7 separate regions of the Mus musculus genome follow, and regions 1, 2, 3, 5, 6 and 7 are each linked to region 4. A link is a contact called in public HiChIP or PLAC-seq and promoter capture Hi-C data. All regions are on one chromosome and are shown on one strand. Each heading gives the region's core, a stretch centred on a gene start, on an enhancer-like site or on the middle of the called end of the contact. The rest is flanking DNA. Distances are from core to core; before and after follow the strand shown.

Region 1 (3,074 bases), core at 349-2,848, 520 kb before region 4:
AATCAAAATGCTGTAACTTCTTACCTAGTGAATGAATGAATGGAACAGTGGAGTTCCTAGAAAAAGTATCTACTCAGGACCTCTAGGACCAAGTACCCAGCACAAAGATTTATTTGCTCCAGAGAAACAGAGGGCAGGGAGTAAGACTCAAAGATAGGAGATAAAAGACAAGGGAGAGGGGGCAGGGATATTTATCCCAGAAGGTGATCAAGGACTGCCTCTGGATAGAGAGGTGACAGATGTGGCATACAGGAAAATGGCAGTTTAAGGTACAAGGGGAAACCTCATGTTAGGATGAAGTGTTTAATTTTAATCAGGCATGTTAATTAGATGAACCGAAGGGGCTTTCAATTGCTGGACTTCAATCCTTTGATAGTTGGACCTTGGTAGTCAGCCTCAGGAGAAAGAAGTGGCCAATTAAGGGAATGAGCCTAGGTGGCTAGCTTTAGGAATGGAATCTAATGGTTTTAGCAGTGCAGAGGGAAATGCCTGAGCCATGCTTGCCACCTCAAGCTGACCAGAGTCCCTTCAGGAGTAGAGCATCATGTGTGTTGTGAGCAGGAACACACATAGTTAAAAACAAATGAATTCGTTTAAACACAGTGACCTCTGCAACAGAGAGATGTTCCGTTACTTCTGTCAGAGCTCAGAGGTTACAAGCAATGAAACCAGAGTGAATCTAGCCCAAAAGTTCAATGTTTTCCACTCACGCCAATAAAATCAAGGCATATCAAATGAACATCATATGACCAAAGGGTTGGGGGAGGAAAATATGTCTTAGTTCTGCAGGAAGAGGAAGCCAATGAGAATGGAAATTTTTGCAAGTTTTAGAAAATGAGTTCGTTTTAGGAAAAGAATCATTTCATTTCCTCTGAGAAAGGGTACTGGATGGAGCCTAGGTTCATTCGGAGGATTTCTGTCTGGAATAGAAATGTGCTTAATACACCTGCATGCTTGAAATCCAAGACTGAACTTAGCACTTGCTCAAAGAGTAAGACCAGATAATGGACGAGAGCAACTCCTTTGAGATGCTCATAAACCCCCACTTGGACTTGGATGTATCTTTCTGCTTGGGAGAATTTCATCCCCTTACCCCTAATATTTAAAATCTATGTTAAAATCTCCTAACAAACTCCAACTCCGATTTAAACGGGGAGGGGGGGGGAGGGAGGAAGACACCAAACTGGAAGTCAGAAATAAAAAATTAAATGGCTGATGGGAGGGAGCGTTACAGTAAAACAACATAGCAAGAGGCTCACAGTGACAGACACTGGCCCAAGGTTTCACTCCGCCATTTGTCACCTGAAGGAAAGAACCCTGCCTGTGAGAAGACACTGAGAGTCCTGGAATTTGCGTCGGATTACAGAATTTAGGAGATTCAGGAACAGTGAGAGAGCCTGCTGCTCTTAGCCTTGAGAGGTGGCCAGAGGCTGCTGGAAGCTGGGGCGCGTGGGCCAGGGTCTCCCTCTGGCTGAATGAGCAGAGCCCTGAACTGAGAGTGTGCCCCGCCCTGCCCCTCCCTGCCCCGCCCCTCCCTACCCCGCCCCGCGCCACTGGACCTCCCTGTTTTCCGCCGGCCCCCAGCCACAGCACCGCCCTAACCTAGCACGCCTTGGTAAACCTAGGCTCAACTCCCACTCAACGGAAGCCAGGAGGCCTGCGCAGACTGCCAGCAATGAGGTGAGTAGCACCGAGCAAACAACCCATGCGCATAGCTGGTACGGGAATGTGTGTGTGTGTGTGTGTGTGTGTGTGTGTGTGTGTGTGTGTGTTCGAGCGGGGGTTTTCCTTGTTTTTGTTTTAGCTCTCAGTTTTTGGACTGGGTGCTGAGGATCTTCAAGTCTAGACCCTAGACAATGTGATGCCTGCTCAGAGCACGTGAGCTGTAGCCCTCTTACTTGCCAGGCATCAGCTTCTTGTCACACACTTGCTCAGACTCCGGTGAGATTGATTTCACCAAAACATTAACGGCAGGGAGCTTTAAGCCCCCAGCAAGTAAGGTGGACCGTGGAGCAGTTGCCTGGAGCAGGTCTACTCTCTTTTCCCTCTGAGACGGCCCCGCCCCTTAGCAGATACAGATGCTGCATCGTGGGTGGGTGCTGGATTACCGATTCATAGGTTTGAAGGTTCAGCAGACACCTGCATGTCTTCTCTGAGCTAAGCAGGCACAGGAGATAATCACGTGTGGATTGCATACCGTTTCCACCCTCCAGGAGTTCAGAACGCAGCTCTGGGATCAGAGTATGCCTAAACAAGACTTTAGATCCTGAGCATGCACGCTGCTCTGGGGACGTGGGCAAAGTGACAGCCCCCTGTAACTGTGATACACACCAGGAGCACAAGCAACATGGGGAAGAAAGATGTATTTCATATCACAGGCTCACAGTCCAAAGAAGGGAATTTGCGGTAGACACTCAAGGCAGGAACTAAATAGAAGCTATGGAGGGATGCTGCTTACAGGTTTGCTCTCTATGGCTACCTCGGTTTGCCTTTTTATAGGCTCCAGGACCGCCATGGGGACCCACAGTGGTCTGGGCCCTACCCCCCAACAAACATTAGTCAAGAAAATGTCTTGTCACACTTGTCTACATGCCAATCTGATGGAGGCATATTATTAATTTAGATTTCCTCTTTCCAGATGACTCTAGTTTATGTCAAGTTGACAAAAAACTCACCAACCCACTGACTAGGGCATGTTATATATTTTCTGGCATAAAAAGTCTTTAGGGTTACAACCCCATCAACTATATTCTCAGCCCTTTTGGAGTACCCACAAGAGGAATTAAGAATGAGCCAGAAGGAGAGCTGGAGAGATGGCTCAGTAGTTAAGAGTCCTGAGTTCAATTCCCAGCAACCACATGGTAGCTCACAACCATCTCTAATGGGATCTGATTTCCTCTTCTGGTGTGTGTGAAGACAGAATTTAAAAAAAGAAAGAAAGAAAGAAAGAAAGAAAGAAAGAAAGAAAGAAAGAAAGAAAGAAAGAAAGAAAGAGAGAGAGAAAGGATAAGCCAGATGTAGTGACTCACAACTTTAATTCCATCACTTGGGAGGCAGAAGCAGGTGGATCTCTG
Region 2 (3,112 bases), core at 533-3,032, 900 kb after region 4:
CAGATCCCAATCTGTGTTCATGACTAATCATGTAAAAAGGTGTGAGCATAAAAGTTCTAGTGGGGAGGGAAGACAATAAAAATGTATTTGCCAGCTCCCTACTTGACAAGTGCAGAGTGTTTCTGTGCCTTTTAGATATGGGAGTTATGACATTGGAAACAATGGTAACCATAGCAAATGTACCTTAGAAAATCAATGGGAAAAGAAAGGGGGGAATGGGGTAGGAAGGAGTCTGTGTAGGAATGCATTGTTTCTTCTGCAACTGGGATTTGCAGTTAGTGTGTTTATTATATTTTAGTTGGTATCTTATTTATTTTGCAGTAAATAACTGATTAGGTCAAATTAAATTGATACTGAGAAACAAGCTGCTTACAAGCTTCTAGTTCTTAATATCTTCATGTTCTAAAAAAGAGTAGGAGGTTGAGCTAAGATATTTGATAGGGTCTTTTCAGTCTTTTAAAATCCATGATGTTGGGACCCAAGGAAGAGTCCAGAAGTGATGTCAATGTATTTTGAAGTTTTAAAGTACGACTACTTAAATCTGTCGGTGTACCCAGGAATACCATACAAGATATCCAGAAAGTTATCTTCATGTCTCCTGATTTAAGACCATTAAGGACAAAAACATAGAAGAAAAAATAGGCACCACATATTTATCCTGACAGGGTTGGCTCATGTCCATATCTGGACTGTCCTGTGTGGTGGCCAGCCATCTTCTGCAACTGTGAACACTTGAAATTTCCTTCACCCAAGAAAGAAACTGTCACTTGTTTTCAGTCAGTTTAAACATAGTTTTTAGTTTACGGAATCATAGATATAACTAAGCTGTCAGTCTTGGGTGGGATACAGAGGAGCTAGGGTAGAGCTATGAGGCTCTGAGCCTGACTCATGGTCTTCAGTGATGGGCTTTTTGGACTTGCTATGTTGATTGAAATGTTAGTAGCAGCTAGCCTCTCTTTGCCAGATCAGCTTGCAGAGAGCTAGATCTCCTGTTGTTCTTGTCTTTGACCAGGTCTAATGTCTACACTTTCCCTGCTGTCGTCTTCCACGGAAGAAGGGCATGTGAACCAGCAGTACACTCAATACTTACCTGGTGTCTTACTTAAAGCAAATATTGCCCCCCCCGAAACCGTTGATTTTTCTAGATTTGAAAATGCTCTTTTCATGTCCTCAGATTATGCTCAACTTATTTTTTTTTCTATTTCGAATTCTAGTTCATGTGGAGTGAACAAAAAACTTGAAAAAAAAAACCCACCGTTTTGAAATTGGGGTCCTCTAAACCTTTAGTTTTGAATAAATCACTAATGCTAAAAGTTTGTGACAAATCTGGGTGATTCAGTTACCTTTGGCCACCATACACTCAAAACCTGCTCCAAGAAGACAGCGGCTTCTGTCTATCCTTGGCACTATTACAGTTCCACTATGGTGGGGCTTTGTCTTTTGTGGAGCTTCTTTAATAAACACCAAGAGAAAGACTTCGTGAGTATTAGTTCTGTGATGGTTTTACACTCCAGTTCACTTGCAGACACTGAGAGCTGGAAAGAGCCCAATTAAGTTTCTCCCCTCAGCTTCCCTTTCTCTTTGGTGATGGTACTGGTAGGGAAGACTGTCCTAGCTCTTTAAATGAAAAAATTTTCCCCTGCACCTTTTATTTCCACAGCTGCCTCTGAGGGAATTGCTCCTCACAGCCTCTGCTTGGAGGAGCTCCTCGTCCTCTGAGCTTCCCTTGGCTTTTCCCTCTTCAGCTTGGCTTCTGTTCACCAGGCTTCTTTCTGCTTCCTGACCTCACGGAGCTAGCCCTTTTTATAGTAAACCGCTTGCGGTGATGTCACCCGCTCAGCTGGTTTCAATCAGCCTGCTCGGTGGAAGCTGGTAAATGACTCTGCAAGTTATCTTTTGCCTGGCCAGGCTCCTGCTGACCCCAAATAACGTGCAATTGACAACATTAACCATTTAGCAGTCCTTGCATCTCTTCACTCATAGGAGTGCTGATTGGAAATGAAGGTGCCCTTAGTTAGGTACATCAGCTTCCTGCCTTTCTTTCTCTTTCCTGCTGCCTCATTTCCACAGTGGCCACTTCTGCTTTCAAAACCGCACATCCCAGATCCCTAGCTAAGCTATCTGAAGCTCATTTCCCTCTTAGAACTTCTTCCTGGTTTGTTCCCCCCACCCCCACTTTGTTCCCCCTTTGTCTGTTTGCAGAATGGAATTTAATTATGGGTTTTCCTTGTTGTTAAAAGTTGTTGTGTCTCTTGACTTTTAATCTTCCTTACTTGAATTCTGGGTCTTATCTATTAATCTTGGGTTCTACTGGGTTAGTGTTTTGATGTTAAAATGTGAAACCTGTCTGAGAGAGAAATGGTTGGTTTCTGTTTCTCTTCCAGGAATGCTCTTCTCTCAAGTCTGTAGTTCTGACAGAGACTAGTGTGAAGTAAGATCTGTTGATTACATAGTTTATATGGTTATATTTTTAGAACATATTTTAGATTGGAAAATAGGCTTCATTGGGAAACCTTAGTTTTCATAAGTTGACTATTTGTGGATACTTCCCAGTATAGAGTACAGTATATATGAAAATTGTGTGCTATAGGATCCATGTTAGATGATCCATCAAAACTCCAAAAGTTTGGACAGAGTAAGTTTTTCACGGGTGCTGTTTAAGGGGATGGTAGGGCTTTGTCAATGGCAATGATGGGTAGAAGGATAGGGTGCTTGTGGCAAGGATGTCTGTCTAATTCATCCTCAAAGCACGGATGCTTTGGAGAAGCAACAGTGACAGGGCTGAAGTGGCGCTGCCTATGTGCATCCACCTGCAACATTGCTAACACCCATTACAATGATGGGTAGGCACCATTCATTTCCAAGTTTTATTTTTCTTGCTTGCTGACTGATTTATTGCCAATGACTGGACTCAGTCGGTCCTTCAACTCATGGGGAACCAGGATTTCGGTAGTCAGGGGGACAAGGAGTTGGCAGGATGACAGACACGTACACCAGAGAGAGTGCTGTGTCTGAATTTCTCAAAGCGAGCATCAGATTTATATTATAGAAGAAAACAAAGAAGTGAGGTGACATATCAGCCAAGGTACATTGAAGTTTTCTGACACAAAAC
Region 3 (2,911 bases), core at 103-2,602, 750 kb after region 4:
CATAACCAACTGATATAATAAAGATGTCAAATTGTCAGTGAACAAATATAGAATGGATTCTACATAACTACTGAGAGACAGACTGCTCCAGGACAAGAAGAGATGATTAGAAAAAGTGAGGGTTTCACAGTATAGAGGGATCATTTCTTTCGCACTATTGTCAAAGTGATGCTATAAACCCCAAATCTAGATGGAGGAATGAATTACACTGATGTGAAATGGGCACAGAGAGCACATTAGGAAGAGGCAGCCTTAGATCTTGGGTACTAGAGAATATTGTGGCAATCCCAGAACTAAGTAGAAATCAAGCTATAAAAACTGTGAGGATACTTTATATCCAATTTAGCCAGATTCAGACTTTGCAAAGTAATAAAGCATTAAAACCCAGTTTTTTATATAAAGTAAGATGACAACACTAGCTGAACAGCATGAAACTGTCAAGAAATTACTGGAGGTTCAGTTAGAACATTGAAGGAATTGGGACCATTAACAGAAATACATCTACCACTGTGCAAATCTCAGACTTGCAAATATTCTGTTGCTCAGTCTGTGTCTGAAACCAAGCCTCACACCATATGAAGATTGGAAGTAGATGATGATACAAAGTCAGCTCAGTGAACTAGTTGGTGAACTAATAGCATGGCCATAGGTTAGAGGATACAACACAGCCAGGCTCGTAGTTAATTGAAGCTAGAAGAAATCTGTTGATCATAGTCTTCAATGTTCTGTCCTACAGGAGGGTTCTGTTTGTTTTGGTGAAGATTATGATTTTTAGCAAGAAGTTAGGGGAAGAGATAAATACACCATGATTAACTGCAACCTTCCACTAAGCTCTATGGTAGTGGGGAAATGAGCAGAGACCTTTATATTTATCTGTATGGTCCAGTCAAAAGAGGCTGAGGTGTGGCAGGGAGACACAAAAAATGCTAGATGATGAGTATCTAGGTCAAGGTCTACTATAGCCACTTTGCCAGTGTCCTAAGGGACTCCTGTGTCTTAAAGAAGATTCCAGATAAGGAAAATCCTTAGGGGGAGCTTTGGCCAACCAGCCCCAGTACAGACTCAGGAAACAGAACAGAATTCAGGAGGCTTCTTTGTCTGACCTGTGAGCTTTTAACATGGATGTTATAGTGAGAGGAGATGAGAGAGATAGAGCAGTCAGTTAGTAACCCCCCAAAAGGGAAGGGATGCTGAGCCTCATCCAACATAAGCCCATTCACACCAAGGTCTGTGCTGACAAGGCTCATTGGTTGGCTCTCCTCATTTTGACAGTCAGTTCTTTCTACACACTATCTTCCTTTGCTTTTAGTTTCTACGACAAACCCAACCCAAAGCCACTTAGGAAGGGAAGTGCTTGTTATGTTTACAAGTTCTGATCATGGTTAGTCATAGAGGTGAGTCAGGGCAGGAACTCAGAGGCAGGAACTGGAACAAAGGCTATGAAGGAATGCTGCTTACTGGCTTTCTCCTCCAGCTCGCCACATTAAGCTCCTTTTCTTCTACCTCCTTGGATGACGGCCCAGGGTGGCACTACCTACAATGTGCCTGCCCACATCAAGCATTACTTAAGAAACTTGCCCTCCCACACACACACACACACACACACACACACATGCACCTCCCTATAGTCCAATTTGATGCAAGCATTTTCATAGCCAAGGTCCCCTCTTCCCAGATAATGCAAGTTTGTGTCACATTGACAAAAATATATTCAGCACATAAGCTGAATACATCTTTCCTTTCATGTAATCTATTTGTAGCAGTCAAGTACCATTAAACGTAATGGCCTGAAGCACCATCGCATTTTTTCTCACCATTCTATTGCTTAATGAGGCTCTCTTCCCCCTTAATGCTGGACTAAGCTAGAACATCCTAGATGGCTGGCAGTGGGTATTCACTTTGGCAGGGGCTTACTGCAGTTTTCACCCACAGCACCTGCATGTATCTTGATCTGTTTCCATGGTTCAGCCAGCTTCCTGGAGAACATTTTCCAATGGCAGGCATCTGAACAGGAAGGAAGCAAACCTTCCAGTGAGGTTTCCCTAGCATTCCTCCATCACATCCCACCGGTAAAGGAGCCTTAGGGTTTGTTCGGAGTCCAGAGAGAGGGATACACACCAAAACAGAACTTCTGCTATCTCGGGTCTCACAAATGGTTGCACATAAAATATTCATGTCAGCACTCCCAAGAATCATGTCGGAACACACTGCCAAGGAGTGCTGGGGATGGCAGCCTTGAGTTCTCTCCTGATCCTAGCTTATTTCCTGGAGGAAGCATGAGTGACTGAAACGTTAAAATGCCACCATTGTCAACCAGAGAGGAGCTGGGAGCTAGTTGCTTAGTTGCTAAGTAACTAAATTACTAATCAGAATTTCCCGGTAGAATACAGGAGAATAAAGAAAAGAGTCAAGGTGAGAGGGAAAAATTGCTTCTCTCCAGTGGAGTCTCACTGGGATTTCAAGCTACTCTTAAATGTAGGCTCTATGCCCAGCAACTGATGACCCACAACGCAAAAGAAAGCCAGTGGAGCTTCATTGTCTCATATTTTGTCAGGGCCTTCCCACCTTGGAGGTCCTTTGCATAAATATGATGGCTTCAAGGTTGGTGATTTTTATGGGATCTAATCTATGTACAAATATGTGTTTGTTAGTTTTGTTTTATTCCAGTTTGGGGTACTTTGTTGTTATTTTAATGTATATTATTTTAATATTATTTAGATGCCTGTTTATTTTCTAATGGGAGACAGGGAAGTTATGAAATCTGATGGGAGGGGAGGTAGGGAAGATCTTAGAGAGTTGGAGAAGGGGAAACCATAATCAGAGTATATTAAAACCTATTTTTAGTAAAACTAAAAATATATTAAATTATAAATGCGAAAACATGTGGATGTCCAAAATGAGAAGCGTTTGG
Region 4 (3,192 bases), core at 17-2,516:
CCCTTTGAGCATCAGTACCGTTCTGTAAATTAATACCAACATCGGACAGATTTTTTTTTTTTTTTAATTGGAAAGAGTCCAGCCTCAGGATCATTTAGTTCACTGCCTTTCAAGGCAGGGCTTTTTGTCATGTACAGGTGAGTGCTTCTCACCTGGGATCTGTTGATCTGAATTGCTTCCAGTCATGAAGAAATTATTCTCCACATTAAGGCTTGGCACACTTATGCAGAAAACTTCCTCCTGGCAGCTGCCCTGTACAGCTGCCTAATGCCTCTGGTGTGAGACGGAACATATCCCCACCTCTATCACAGGAAAGTCCTTCTGTTGTTCTTGCCTAGGCCCCCATCTTCCTAGAATCCAGCACCCCCGCCCCCGCCCCCCCTCCTGCCACACACACACACACACACACACACACACACACACACACACACACACACGGGGGGGGGGAGAGAGAGAGAGAGAGAGAGAGAGAGAGAGAGAGAGAGAGAGAGAGAGAGAGAGAAAGAGAGAGGGAGAGCGCCAAATTTCTTATGAGTAATAGTTTCTTTTTCCTTCTACCTTGTTTTTCTGTTAGCTGTCTGCCTGTTTTTAAACTTGCTGTTTTTAGGAGGGTAAAACACACACACACACCCATCCTGAAAGGCATGAACAGCACTTTGAATTCTTTTTCTGACAGCCGAGCGGGTTTCACTTTATTTCTTTATTTCTAGATCGTTTCATCCACCGGACACAACCTTTGTCCCCAAACACCACATTCACTTTACACAAACTTGTTGACCTGACACCCAACTCAGCTTTTCTTGAACCTTCGTCTGAGCAAATAAACATTCCTTGTGATCTGCGGATATCCCGAGCGGCGTCAGGAAGGGCCCGCGAGGCCCCTGCTGGCTCAGCTAGCCCACCAACTTGCGACTGATTTGGTTTCCTCTTTCTCCTCTGATTTTTAAGAAGTGAGGCAAAAAACCAATTCCTGTTCATTTTTGAGACAATGCAAGGGGCTCTAGACACCGTTGCAGGAAGCTGATTTCATGGAGGTCACCAAAAAAGTGGGCCGGGACACCAGGAAGGGGGCTAGGGATCCCACCGTGGAGGTGGGCTCCAGGGAGTAGGCACCACAGCGGCTGGGATGGCAGACAGAGAGGTAAGCGCCCCGGCGTGGACGCACTTGGGAGATCAGCCTGGGGGAGTGTGACACCACGTGCTTCAGGGGCGGGGACAACACTCTCCCTCCCCTTCTTATCTCTAAAGGGTGCAGGGCCTGATCTCAGAGTTTCTTAGAGAAAGGAGAGAGAAAGACAGACAGAGAGAGAGAGAGAGAGAGAGAGAGAGAGAGAGAGAGAGAGAGAGAGAGAGAGAGAGAGAAGTATTTTGAATATATTTGAACCTCAGGGGCTGACATAGACAGTAGAGGTGAGAGGCTAGCAACTTCTCCGTTTCAACTTGCCAAGCTCACAGCCAGTTGTGCAGAGAGGGTCCAGCGTAGACGCGGGAACCTGGGGACCCCGAGGGAGTGTTTCTCTGCAGATTTTTGGGGGGTGGGAGCTTCAGTCCCGACCCTTCCACGTTTCTGCGGCGGGAAAAAAAAGCCTCAAGACAGGAAGAGGAGTTGGGGTTGCACAGTCAGAGGATTTAGTTCCCCGAAGTGTGGCGCGGTTGGGGCTTTATATCCGGGACAAGCGAGAGTCACCACACTGTAAGCAAATCCTGGGGCTTCAGCAAACCAGGCTCCGGGCAGCTGGCCCCACGCCCGGCTCGGAGTTCGAGACTCTGGCCACTCAGAGCTCTGGGGCCCGCAGACTGCTGACCCAGTGCCCTTTATCTCTGTCCCCCTTTGTTCCTTTTATCTCAGGCTCCGCAGGAGGCTCCGAGAGGCCACACTGCCTATCGCCCTTCTGGCTGTTCTACCTCTTCAATGCCCCGAAGGTCTGAGACTGCAGAGCGGGGGCACGGAGTGTCTCGCTAACTGGGCCAGGCAGTGACGCGGGACCGGCGCACCCTCCCACCCCCACCCTAACGGCACTGACACCGGGGCACCGGCGCGGGTCCCTGCATCAGCTAGCTCCGGAGCTGCGCGCTCCACGATGGCTCCGGGCCGGGCAGTGGCCGGGCTGCTGCTGCTGGCGGCCACCAGCCTGGGACACCCCTCGGAGGGACCGGAGCTCGCCTTCAGTGAGGATGTGCTGAGCGTGTTCGGCGCCAACCGGAGCCTGTCGGCCGCGCAGCTGGGGCGCCTGCTGGAGCGTCTGGGGGCTGCATCCCAGCAGGGAGCGCTGGACCTGGGCCAGCTGCACTTCAACCAGGTAAGGGTGGCCCCGTTCTCTGCAGTTTTCTCAGATTCCCATCCCCAGAGCAGTAGCACCAGAGAAAGGATTTCGTGAAGTTTTTCAAGTTTGAAGCGGTCATTTGATCCTCACCGGTTGGTTCACCGGGCATTAAGGGACTTGAGTTAGAGATCTGGCAAGCCAAAATGAGAAGTTGAGCTACCAGAGGACTTGTTGATCTATAGAAAAACGGATAGGTCTACGAAGTAGTTGAGGGCGGAAACTCACCCAAGATATGAACTTTAGATAGGAATGGTATATTTAATTCTTAAGGAAAGAGCCATTTACTTAACTTACACATTCAGCAGTAGGAACCTGTCACCTGCGGTCCTTATCAGTTTCAGGGTGAGTGACCACTCCCATTTAAAAACACTCTTGTGAATATTGCATAAGGCCGTTAGGGCTGAAACAGCACACCTTACAGATGGGGAAACTGTGGACACCTTAAAACTCAGATCACCCCGTGATTACTGGTTCAGTTGGTGCCAGCCTGGGGTTGGAGTCATTTTCTAGTCACGTCATGTCATGTGTTTAACTCTAAAATTCATTCAAAATAACAAAACGTACATTTTTTTCAGTACATGCGTACCTAGTCATGTACTAATGCCTCAGGTTTAAGGGTGGGCTTGAACTTTATAGAGTAATTAAAAATCACATTTGTCTCAGGGCTTGGGCTATCATCTGGTGATGGAGACCGCAAGTTCTAATCCCCAGCCCAGCAAGCCATTAGAGGTGGCAATTAAATCAATACTTCATTCTACACGTTCTTGCTTACCTACACGCTAACTAGCAGATGGGGCAGTTCATATAGAGTTTATCATTTGGGGGCAGTGGAGGTTTGCTAGAAAAGTTTCTGTTCCTAAGATGTTTG
Region 5 (2,908 bases), core at 365-2,864, 540 kb before region 4:
AAACAGTTTGAGTTTGGGGCAGGGGTCCTGCTTTTGTTCAGGATTGAAACCACATACTTCTGAAAGTGAATCTTCTTCCTTTGAGATTAGGTCTTACTATGAAACCTACTTTGTCCTCGTTAATCTCCTACCTCAGCCTCCCAAGTACAGGGACTACAGATAGGTCCCTTATTTGGGGGAGAGAGGCAGAGACAGAGACAGAAGTTAATCCTGGAGCACTCTCATAGTCATTAAAAGCAAACGCCTTTCAAAGCCCTGGCAAGTTGAGGGAAAGACAAGTCTATTAGAGCAAGGAGCACACACAGAAGTGTCTGCTGTAATAAGCTGCCGTTTATCCTGCAGGTGTGTGGCAGACGCTGGGCTTCACCTGCACACCATGTCCCCTCCTCACCACCCTGGCAGAGCCGCTGTTTCCTTCTCCTCCATATAAGAACGCAGAGCCGCTGTTTCCTTCTCCTCCATATAAGAACGCTGTAGGTTGGCCAGTTTACAGGTCCTGCTTACTCAGCTATTTCAGGGAGACATAGGATTTATGTCTTTTTATTTTTAAACTGGGCTCTTTTTTCCCCTTTGAGGGGGTCAGCTGTTCTGAATAAGGGTCTTCTGTAGTCCAGGCTGGCTGTGAAGTTCTAAGCAAACTTTGTGATGCTCTTACATCTATTTGTGCTCGGTGCTAGCACTCTGGGCTTTATACCGTGCTAGAGACTGAAGCCAGGGCCTGAGGCAGGAGCTTGAGGGAGGAACAGAAAGCACCCACACACTGAGCAGCACAGGAAGCCACCCTGTGCCTGCCTTAAAGGACCAGCTCTCTGTCTTGCTCTGCTCCGTCCAACCCACGTGCATCCAACTGACTGACTGTGAAACCCACACTTTAGGAGCCACTCAGAAAGAGGAGCAGAACCCAGAACCTTCTGGGAGGCATCACTTTTCTCTTCAAGAAGGAAGCCCTCAGAAAGTACAGCCTGCGTCCCCAGCAGACCTGCATGGCTGGCCAGCCCAGGTGACAAAGGAGGCTCGCAATCTGATAGCTTTGTTTTGTAGCCTTTGCAGTGCCAGAGCCCATGGCAAAGTGTGCCAAATGTGTCGAGCCCCTGGATTTATGCAGGACATTCACACATGACCTCCATGATCACTGTGACACTAGCCAGGTTAACTCACAAGTCTCCGACCCAGCCAAGACCTAGCCCTTTCCTCGTGGCTCCTGTAGTCTTCAACCAACTTGATTGCATGATATTTTGCTCTGTTCATTTCAAGATTCCCATCCTAGCTGGGTGTGCTCCTCGGCTCAGGCCCAGTGCACTCAGGATGCCAGCATTCTGCAGCTGAGGGATTAACGTCAGAAACAAGACTTTAGCCCCAAGGAAGTTTTCTTTTCCCCGCTCAAAGCAATCTGGGTTAAGAGCTAGGAAGACCAGAGTATTTAGTGCCTCGGGTCCCTTGTGTGTTTTCCAGCAGCCTTCCACCTTCCTGGCCATTGGATCTGGCCTGCTAAGTAACTTGCACAAACAAAAGACAGGCCTTTGTTTGGCGTTCACAGTTCCACGTTCTGATCACTAGATGGCAGCATGGACACATCTAAAGTGCACGGCTGTGGCAAACACTTCTTAAAAGCTTACTTAACAGGCATTAGCAAAAGGACTCGGAGGGGACCTGAACTCCACCTCCCAGCGTGCATTAATCAGCATGTGACTTCTCCTGCGCAGAGATCTGAAGTTTGTCTCCTGAAGGAATCTGGAGGACTGTGTGGACTCACTCTTCTAAAGTAAGATATTTTTTTCTAATCACTTTCGACAAAACTTTTGGGGACTGAGAGTTGTAGCTTGTGTTGCCATCTTCTCCATATCGCCGAGTTGAAGATGCATCTTCAGTTAGTGTGGGAGTTGGGAATCCTCTTGTATTTATTAGAGTTTGAAAATAGCCAAAGAAAGACAACTGTTCCAGTATCTGTCCTAAGTAAACTGGCTCGTGAAAATATTTGGAATTCCAGAAAATACTCTGAGCCTTTTTCTAGTAAAAAGAAATTTAGGGTTTTAGTACAATCTTTAGAAGTAGGAAAGTCATTATGTTAAGAGTGGGTTAAGTTTACAATTTCTGGACGTATTCCCACTCTAAACCCCACCCTGTTACCCCCCCTCCCCAAAAAAAAAACAAAAACAAAAAAACAAAAAAACCCATGTTGCCTTGAGACTGCTTGGAGGTCAGCTGGAGAAAGGTTTAGAAGTAAACAGAAACTAAATTTTGTGCCTGGTTGCTTCTGGGTGGTCTCGGGGGTCATGGAGGTGCTTAAGAGAGCACTGAGCAGGTGCCTTCACTGATTCTCAACCTGTGGGTCGCGACCCCCACGCCTAGGTTCTATCTAATTAGATATTCTGAATGTCAGGTGTTTACATTATGGTTCATAACAGCACCAAAATTACAGTTGTGAAGTAGCAACAAAAATATGGGTCACCACAACATGAAGAACTGCGTTAAAGTGTCGCTGCATTAGGACGGTTGAGAACCAGGGCTTTGGTGGGCGAATACCCAGGGTCCCTTAGTGAAGGCCCTGGACTGTGAGTTTCTTATGCTGTACTCAGGGTCGGGGGAGGCAGGGACGGCTCATCCCTTCCTAAAAGCACAAGTTAGCTTTCTCTCAACTCCTACCACACTCTAAGTGAAATTTCTCTCTGCGTGCTACTGGTAAAAAGCAAAGCAAAGCGTACTGCATCAGAATTGGGGAGACGCCATGAAGCCAGATCCTGTTACCCAGCATGTGCGCATGATTGGATCACAGAGTGGGGGTCATCAGTTGGCTTCAGAAGCCCCTCTTACCGTGTGACTGTGTCGGGCTGGATCTCAGAGGAAGGCTCTAATAGGAACCTAACAGGATGGCTTTTATTAGGGGAGATACTGTTGTGGGAGAAAATGA
Region 6 (3,126 bases), core at 448-2,947, 880 kb after region 4:
CACTTCTTATGGAAGGAGGGACTAGTCAACGTTGCTAAAGGTGTGGTTTCAAGGCATGGAGGTTTTCAGTAATAGGAATGGGTTGAAAGTTAGTGTTAGGTTTTCCATTTGTGTGTGTGTGCGTGTGCGTGTGTATGTGTGTGTGGCTCAAGTGAAAATATCAAGTGAGTTGGGCGTGGTGGCACACGCCTTTAATTCTAGTACTATGGGAGGCAGAGGCAGGCGGATTAATGAGTTCGAGGCCAGCCTGGTCTACAAAGTGAGTTCCAGGATAGCCAGGGCTACACAGAGAAACCCTGTCTCGAAAAAAAAACAAACAAACAAACAAACAAAAAAACAAAAAAAAGAAAGAAAGGAAGGAAGAAAGAAAGAAAGAAAGAAAGAAAGAAAGAAAGAAAGAAAGAAAGAGAAAAATCAAGTGAAAGTGTTTATATTCTCTGGAGTCTGTGGCTGCCTGTGCAGGTCAGAGGATACCCTAAGGTGTCATGCTTCAGGTTTCACACACACACACTCTCTCTCTCTCTCTCTCTCTCTCTCTCTCTCTCTCTCTCTCTCTCTCTCTCTAAGTGAGGGGCTCTTACTGGCCAGAAACCAAGAAGCAGACAAGTCTGCCCAGCAACCCTAGGCCCACCTGTCTCTGCCACCTGTCTCTGCCACCTGTCTCTGCCACCTGTCTCTGCCCACCTGTCTCTGCCACCTGTCTCTGCCCACCTGTCTCTGCCCACCTGTCTCTGCCCACCTGTCTCTGCCCACCTGTCTCTGCCACCTGTCTCTGCCCACCTGTCTCTGCCACCTGTCTCTGCCACCTGTCTCTGCCACCTGTCTCTGCCACCCCCCTCCCCCAGAGCTGTGACTATAGTCACATGCTGTCACACCCCTCCTTCTTGTTTGGGTTCTGGAGTTTTGGGTTCAAGGCAAACACAGTGCTAACTAAGCCTTCTCTCCCGTGCCCTTCTGCTCTTTTGACATATATTTTTAGATGTGTGTCATTAAGTCATTTTCAATAATGCATGATGAGAGGTGTTGCAACGCCACTGTACTTTATAGGACAGCCAACAGCATGGATTATTGTGAAAATTAAATTGTTTGGTAACTTGTCTGGTAATATGTACTTAATTAAAATGTGATAAATAAGAAATCCCCTTTAAGATCTTATTCTTGAAAATCAACATGTGTTGAAATGTCAACGCTAATCTCTGCCAAAATTAGTGTTGAAGATCACAGACTCTGGCAAATGTCTGATTACCTTCACTTTCTGGATTGCGTCACAGTTTTGCATATAGAATCGAGGATGCATTCTTGGGCATTTAATACATCTAAAAGTACAGATATGTTCTGCTTTCTCTCCCAGTGAATCCAGGTCTCTAACTAGTGTTTCTCTGGCACCCTCACCCTAGTGTCCCACCCAGATGCAGTGTTCACAGAAGACAATGGTTGGGACCAGGCTCTGCCCTCATTCTCACACACTCGTTTGTCAGCTGGGTTGGTATCGTGTTATCTGACCCTCTTTTCTCATTAGAGCCACTCACAAGATGTTTGCTAATGTCTTAACGCACCCAGGCAACGCGGAGGACTTCTGATTTTGCTCCTAACAGATTAGCATTTTGCTAATAATAGATCGTTCTTCTAGAGGTGTTTACTTAGTGGCTTCTGCGGAGGAAGCTGTGTAGTCCGCTCACGTGAGACTGAGAGGGTTGATGGCCACCACCACAGAGCAGGAAATAGAAAGTGGAACACGGAGGAGCAGAAAGAATTCTGGGATAGAGCCAGGCACCTGAAGATGTAAGGAGACAAATGCATGGTACCTGAGCACAGGTAGTCAGCCATGTGGCAGGATGTAGATTAGAATAAATGGGTTATTTTAAGTTGTGATATAGTCAGAGAAGAACCTAGCTATCTGGCCAAGGTACTGGTAAATCTATCTTGAGTCTGAGTCTTATTTCTGGGAGCATGGGGCTGGGAGGAGAGCCAGATGTACCTTCTACACTTTGTCATCAAAGGCTTCTCAGGACCGCAACCAGCTGTGTATTTTTGGACTCCATTTTGGGTGATGCTTGTGTATTCCTTGGATCTCTTATGGTCACATGGTTCCCATGCCAAAGATGCTGCATCTCCTGTATCCAGGTTCAGGCATCTGTGGTGCATCCGCAGGGCTGGGATGGCTTAAGATCTCTCATTTCCTGCCGCGACTCTTGTCTAACCCATCATCCTATGATGACCATTTGTCTCCTATAGCCCTGAAGTCAGGTAGTTTCTTTTTAAAATTAGTAGTTGAGTCTCATTCAGATGTTTTAAACATAGGATGACCTTCATTTTTTATTAATTATTTTATTTATTTACATTTTAAGTGTTGTTCCTCTTCCGGACCCCCTCTCCGTGAGCACGTCCCCCTCCCTCTTCCCTCCTCCCCTTTGCCTCTAAGAGGGTGTTTCCACTCCCACCTCACCCCTCTAGTATCCCCTTCTCTGGGGCATCAAGCCTCCACAGGACCAAAAGCATCCCCTCCCACCGAGGCCAGACAAAGCAGTCCTCTGCTACATATGTAGTGGGAGTCATGGACCTTGTTTGGTGGTTTAGTTCCTGGGAACTCTGACGGGTCTGGTTAGTTGGTACTGTTGTTCTTCCTATGGGATGGCAATCCCCTTCAGCTCTTTCAATTCTTCTCTTCAATTCTTCCCATAGGGGTCCCTGGGTTCAGTCCAATGGCTGGCTTTAAGTATCTGCATCTGTCTCAGTCAGGTCCTGGTAGAATTGAGTGTAGACAGCTCTAAGGAGACTTTCTGTGTGTTATCAAGCCCATCTGCAGTGGAAAGGGAACCCTGGAAGTCCACATGGCCTAGCTGGCTCGGATGAGGTAGGAGTGTACTCAGAACCTAAGTTTCACCATCAGCACAAACGTCCTGAAGCAGGGGCATTCCATGGTTGCGGTTGCCTTGGAATGGAGACATGTAGCGTGAACTGGGGACCAGACACCTCATAAATGGCTCTGTGACTGCAGGTGGCTTCCATTCCTAGAATGATTAAATACTTCTTTAAATGGCTAAGGTTAAGCTCTGAAGCAGATAAGCATCCTTATAAAGACCAAGGGAGACCATAACATTCTACTTAGTGTCCTTTCACATAGGA
Region 7 (3,015 bases), core at 450-2,949, 830 kb after region 4:
AAGAGAGGCCCATTGGTCGTGCAAACTTTATCTGCCTCAGTACAGGGGAACGCCAGGGCCAAGAAGTGGGAGTGGGGGAGGGAGTGGGGAGGGGGGAGCAGGGGGGGGAGCGGGAGGGACATTTGGGATAGCATTGGAAATGTAAATGAAATAAATACCTAATTAAAAAAACAAAATAAAAAAATGTTTGATATATTTAAATACACTAGATTTTCTTGATTTTCATATTCATGCTTTGAGTGTCTTTTAAATAAAAAGGTAAATGATTTAATCCATTCACATTTGTCTCTTGGAGGATAGATATGAAGAACTCCAAATATTCTGAATATAATATGTGTATTATATAAAATGATATGCCATTTGTATATAACTTATGCCCACCCATGCCTATACTTCAAACCATGTCTATTTCACTTGTGAATCTGGAGTTAAACGTAGGACAGTACTAATGCAGAGAAACACAGGTAGAGTTTGGAACTATACCTAGACCCACAGTCAGAAGCCAGACCGCATTTATCCGTATGTCTAAGGACAGAGAACACCACGCTTGACACCACCATCTCATTAAAATGTACTTGAAAACATAATAACCTTTTCCAATTTCTTTTAATACAATTTGTAATTGAAACTGAGCAATGTTTTGTGTCAAAAGAGTTGATTCAGAGCAACCAAGTACAAATAATATATTTAATTATGGAGATATACTGCTTGGGCCTTAAGAGATGGGATGTTATATTATTTCCTCATGTTTGTAGATTAAAGGTAAATTCATGCACAAATTTTATTTCAACAGCTAGGTATATATGGAGAAAGACCTGATCACTATTGGCAAGCAAATATATGCAACTTTTCCCCCTTGAGAACAAGTGGACATCAGGAATTAAATGAGACTGAATTGGAGCCAAGATCTGTAAATACAGTGTGAAGTAACTATCCACTTTATACTATGTTTTATTCTTTGCATTTGTACTTTCTCAATCCTAAGCTTGTATATCAATATTTTCATGAGCAGCTCTTCTAATAGTCTTGTGAACTAGTCAGTCAGATGAATCCTGCGTGGTTTCATTCTAAGTACATTTGTTTTAAAACAACAAGAGAATGATAGGTCTCCAGAATGAACTTTGATTTTTACATAGAAACTATACTACACTAAAAGTGTTGGGAAAAGAAGAGGGATTAGTGATGGATGGAAGGGATTAATAATAGTTTGGCTCACAGCTTTAGAGTTCATTCCATGTTCACTTGGTCCCATGAGCTTTTGCAAATCACTATGGCGATAGGGGTGTATTTAGGGGTAATGTCTGCCTCTTTGCAGATACAATGCAGAATGTGTGACAGAGAAAAGACCAAGACAACATAGTCCCCCCCAAAGTGGACCAAGCGTTCTACTTCATCTAGGTAGACACCACCTTCCCAAGTTTCTAAAACCTCCCAAAATACCACCATAAACTGAGAGTCAAGCATGGAACAAGTGGACAAACTGAGGAACATTTCATATTCAAATCGTAAAGTTCCTCTTCCAGATTCTCATGGCTATTCTGCCATACAAAACGAGTCTCCATTCATCTTAAGAGCTCTAATATTAGTCAGACATTCATACCCAAACTTGCTCATGACCCAAGGCAAAAGTGTAGCTGTGAGCAGTTCTACAAATAGGGAAAAATTAAACACATTCACCATTTAGCTGACAGAACAAAAGGAAGGGATGGGTTAATAGCAGTGACTAATAGGCCTGGACTGAAACCAAACCCAGCAACATCAACAGTAAATCCTGGACAAACAGATCTCACATCAGACACATATGGTGACTTGGCTGGCCTGACTCTACGGCCTTTGCATTTGCAGCCTCTCGTTCAGACCCAGTCCACCCCTTCTCTGAAGCTTTACTAACCAGTACTCTACGTTGCTGGCATTTCTAACATCCTAAAGTCTCTACTGCACTTTAGGGTTCAGTCTTGTTTCTGTTTTTGTTGCTGTTGTATGTTTGCTTGTTTTAATAAGATTTATCATTTTATTTTGTGTGTGTGTGTGTATGAGAGTATGCCACACGTGTGAGCAGGATGCATTATGAGAGCAGAGGTGTTAGATCCTCTGGAGCTGGAGTTACAGGCTGTTGTGAACCTCCTGTTGTGGCTGCTGAGACTGTTGATTCACATCCTCTGGAAGAATAATACACACACTTAAGCGCTGATCCGCTGATCCTCCCCTTCAGCCCAGTATTTACTCTTAACAGCTTCGTGCACTCTCCCCTGCAGGAATCCTGACACTATGATGTGCTGCCTGGCCCCTTAGCATTCCTAGAGGAGAAGCCTCCTTGCCCCCTTAAGTTCAGCATTCTGCATAACTAGGAACTCATTATCATGTGGACAATATGAAAGTCTGATGCCAGCCACCCTACCATGGGGGGCAGCCGACTTCGAATATCTGCATGACTGAAGCCGGTGAAACACTTCCCTAAACAGCTCTGTGAATGCAGAATGCCCTAGAGTTCTTTTCTCAGACCAAAAAAAAAAAAAAAAAAAAGTCATTCAATTGAGTTTAAAAAAATGGTATATCCTTTATTCTATGAAGGCTAGATGTCTGGATCAATTTCTGAGGAGTCTGCAAGGTTTCTTTCTTGTTTCAGTACAAAGTAATTGATTTCCTTATCTTAAAAACAAAACACCTTTCATCAGTGTGTGTGTGTGTGTGTGTGTGTGTGTGTGTGTGTGTGTGTGTGTGTGTGTGTGTGTTTCATGATGGAGGCCAGAGCCAAATCTGTGGACTTAGCTCTTTCCTTCCACCTTTTTGTAGAATCTGGGAATTGAACTCAGGCCATTAAGAATCACAGCAAGCGTTCACCAGCTGAGCCATCTTGCCAGCCCCTTGATTTCTTTGACTGCCTCTAATCTGTTTCACCACCATATCTATCCTCCTGGTCCACAACTTTGAACTATATGCTTTCCCAGCCCCATTACTTGTTTTTATAAAATTCTTTCTACTCTTCATTTTGCTCTTACTTCTCAGACCATGTTC

What was found. Promoter capture Hi-C pulls out the DNA fragments that hold promoters and counts their contacts. HiChIP or PLAC-seq counts read pairs in DNA pulled down with a chosen protein or histone mark.
Region 1: an H3K27ac HiChIP or PLAC-seq map of thymic regulatory T cells shows a contact between it and region 4, with 9 times the contacts expected there. The contact joins the promoter of Slc9b2 here to the promoter of Slc39a8 in region 4. A contact is called at or near these places in 1 of 39 promoter capture datasets (pre-B cells), 2 of 15 datasets of contacts at CTCF or cohesin (the NIH/3T3 cell line and large pre-B cells), 1 of 484 Hi-C or Micro-C datasets (myocytes), 10 of 115 datasets of contacts at active chromatin or transcription factors (bone marrow-derived macrophages, embryonic hindbrain, embryonic limb bud and 5 more) and 2 of 9 other capture datasets (adipose tissue and macrophages).
Region 2: a contact with region 4 is called in an H3K27ac HiChIP or PLAC-seq map of large pre-B cells, with 4 times the contacts expected there. The contact joins the enhancer-like site here to the promoter of Slc39a8 in region 4. A contact is called at or near these places in 5 of 39 promoter capture datasets (the 3T3-L1 cell line, cranial neural crest, embryonic stem cells and 2 more) and 2 of 115 datasets of contacts at active chromatin or transcription factors (large pre-B cells and stem cell-derived neural progenitor cells).
Region 3: a contact with region 4 is called in a FOXA1 HiChIP or PLAC-seq map of pancreatic cancer cells. The contact joins the enhancer-like site here to the promoter of Slc39a8 in region 4. A contact is called at or near these places in 4 of 39 promoter capture datasets (the SN4741 cell line, hippocampal neurons, liver and 1 more) and 2 of 115 datasets of contacts at active chromatin or transcription factors (large pre-B cells and pancreatic cancer cells).
Region 5: a contact with region 4 is called in a promoter capture Hi-C map of embryonic stem cells, with 4 times the contacts expected there. The contact joins the promoter of Bdh2 here to the promoter of Slc39a8 in region 4. A contact is called at or near these places in 7 of 39 promoter capture datasets (the C10 cell line, cranial neural crest, embryonic stem cells and 3 more), 2 of 15 datasets of contacts at CTCF or cohesin (the NIH/3T3 cell line and large pre-B cells), 10 of 484 Hi-C or Micro-C datasets (CD4 T cells, LSK cells, Th1 cells and 6 more), 13 of 115 datasets of contacts at active chromatin or transcription factors (the 230-238 cell line, astrocytes, bone marrow-derived macrophages and 6 more) and 3 of 9 other capture datasets (adipose tissue, embryonic stem cells and liver).
Region 6: an H3K4me3 HiChIP or PLAC-seq map of bone marrow-derived macrophages shows a contact between it and region 4, with 4 times the contacts expected there. The contact joins the enhancer-like site here to the promoter of Slc39a8 in region 4. A contact is called at or near these places in 8 of 39 promoter capture datasets (the C10 cell line, the SN4741 cell line, embryonic stem cells and 5 more), 4 of 115 datasets of contacts at active chromatin or transcription factors (bone marrow-derived macrophages, extraembryonic endoderm stem cells, pancreatic cancer cells and 1 more) and 2 of 9 other capture datasets (liver and macrophages).
Region 7: a FOXA1 HiChIP or PLAC-seq map of pancreatic cancer cells shows a contact between it and region 4. The contact joins the enhancer-like site here to the promoter of Slc39a8 in region 4. A contact is called at or near these places in 8 of 39 promoter capture datasets (the 3T3-L1 cell line, the C10 cell line, the SN4741 cell line and 5 more), 2 of 484 Hi-C or Micro-C datasets (B cells and Th1 cells), 14 of 115 datasets of contacts at active chromatin or transcription factors (astrocytes, bone marrow-derived macrophages, embryonic hindbrain and 8 more) and 2 of 9 other capture datasets (liver and macrophages).

Annotation. Positions count from the first base shown.
Region 1 is chr3:135,306,102-135,309,175 of GRCm38.p6, forward strand. Slc9b2 (solute carrier family 9, subfamily B (NHA2, cation proton antiporter 2), member 2) reads left to right here and starts at 1,599. Exons shown (of 13, transcript NM_178877.6): 1 at 1,599-1,680. The region is part of intron 1 of Gm46826 (a long non-coding RNA gene); the gene reads right to left.
Region 2 is chr3:136,723,584-136,726,695 of GRCm38.p6, forward strand. The region is part of intron 1 of Ppp3ca (protein phosphatase 3, catalytic subunit, alpha isoform); the gene reads left to right. Among named protein-coding and RNA genes, the nearest start is that of Ppp3ca, 55 kb to the left of the region's middle. Within about 2 kb of position 1,783, at least 151 of the 459 cell types and tissues checked have an H3K27ac peak or open chromatin away from gene starts, as enhancers often do. A contact at or near this core is called in liver, where this site is marked.
Region 3 is chr3:136,576,824-136,579,734 of GRCm38.p6, forward strand. No RefSeq gene overlaps it. Among named protein-coding and RNA genes, the nearest start is that of Ppp3ca, 92 kb to the right of the region's middle. Within about 2 kb of position 1,353, at least 16 of the 459 cell types and tissues checked have an H3K27ac peak or open chromatin away from gene starts, as enhancers often do. A contact at or near this core is called in the SN4741 cell line and pancreatic cancer cells, where this site is marked.
Region 4 is chr3:135,824,391-135,827,582 of GRCm38.p6, forward strand. It overlaps Slc39a8 (solute carrier family 39 (metal ion transporter), member 8), which reads left to right and starts at 1,267. Exons shown (of 9, transcript NM_001135149.1): 1 at 1,267-1,410; 2 at 1,850-2,300. The coding sequence starts at 2,082.
Region 5 is chr3:135,279,607-135,282,514 of GRCm38.p6, forward strand. It overlaps Bdh2 (3-hydroxybutyrate dehydrogenase, type 2), which reads left to right and starts at 1,615. Exons shown (of 10, transcript NM_001172055.1): 1 at 1,615-1,762. It overlaps Gm46826 (a long non-coding RNA gene), which reads right to left. Exons shown (of 3, transcript XR_001783991.2): 3 at 2,826-2,908.
Region 6 is chr3:136,699,169-136,702,294 of GRCm38.p6, forward strand. The region is part of intron 1 of Ppp3ca (protein phosphatase 3, catalytic subunit, alpha isoform); the gene reads left to right. Among named protein-coding and RNA genes, the nearest start is that of Ppp3ca, 31 kb to the left of the region's middle. Within about 2 kb of position 1,698, at least 42 of the 459 cell types and tissues checked have an H3K27ac peak or open chromatin away from gene starts, as enhancers often do. A contact at or near this core is called in bone marrow-derived macrophages, where this site is marked.
Region 7 is chr3:136,649,417-136,652,431 of GRCm38.p6, forward strand. No RefSeq gene overlaps it. Among named protein-coding and RNA genes, the nearest start is that of Ppp3ca, 19 kb to the right of the region's middle. Within about 2 kb of position 1,700, at least 26 of the 459 cell types and tissues checked have an H3K27ac peak or open chromatin away from gene starts, as enhancers often do. A contact at or near this core is called in the SN4741 cell line and pancreatic cancer cells, where this site is marked.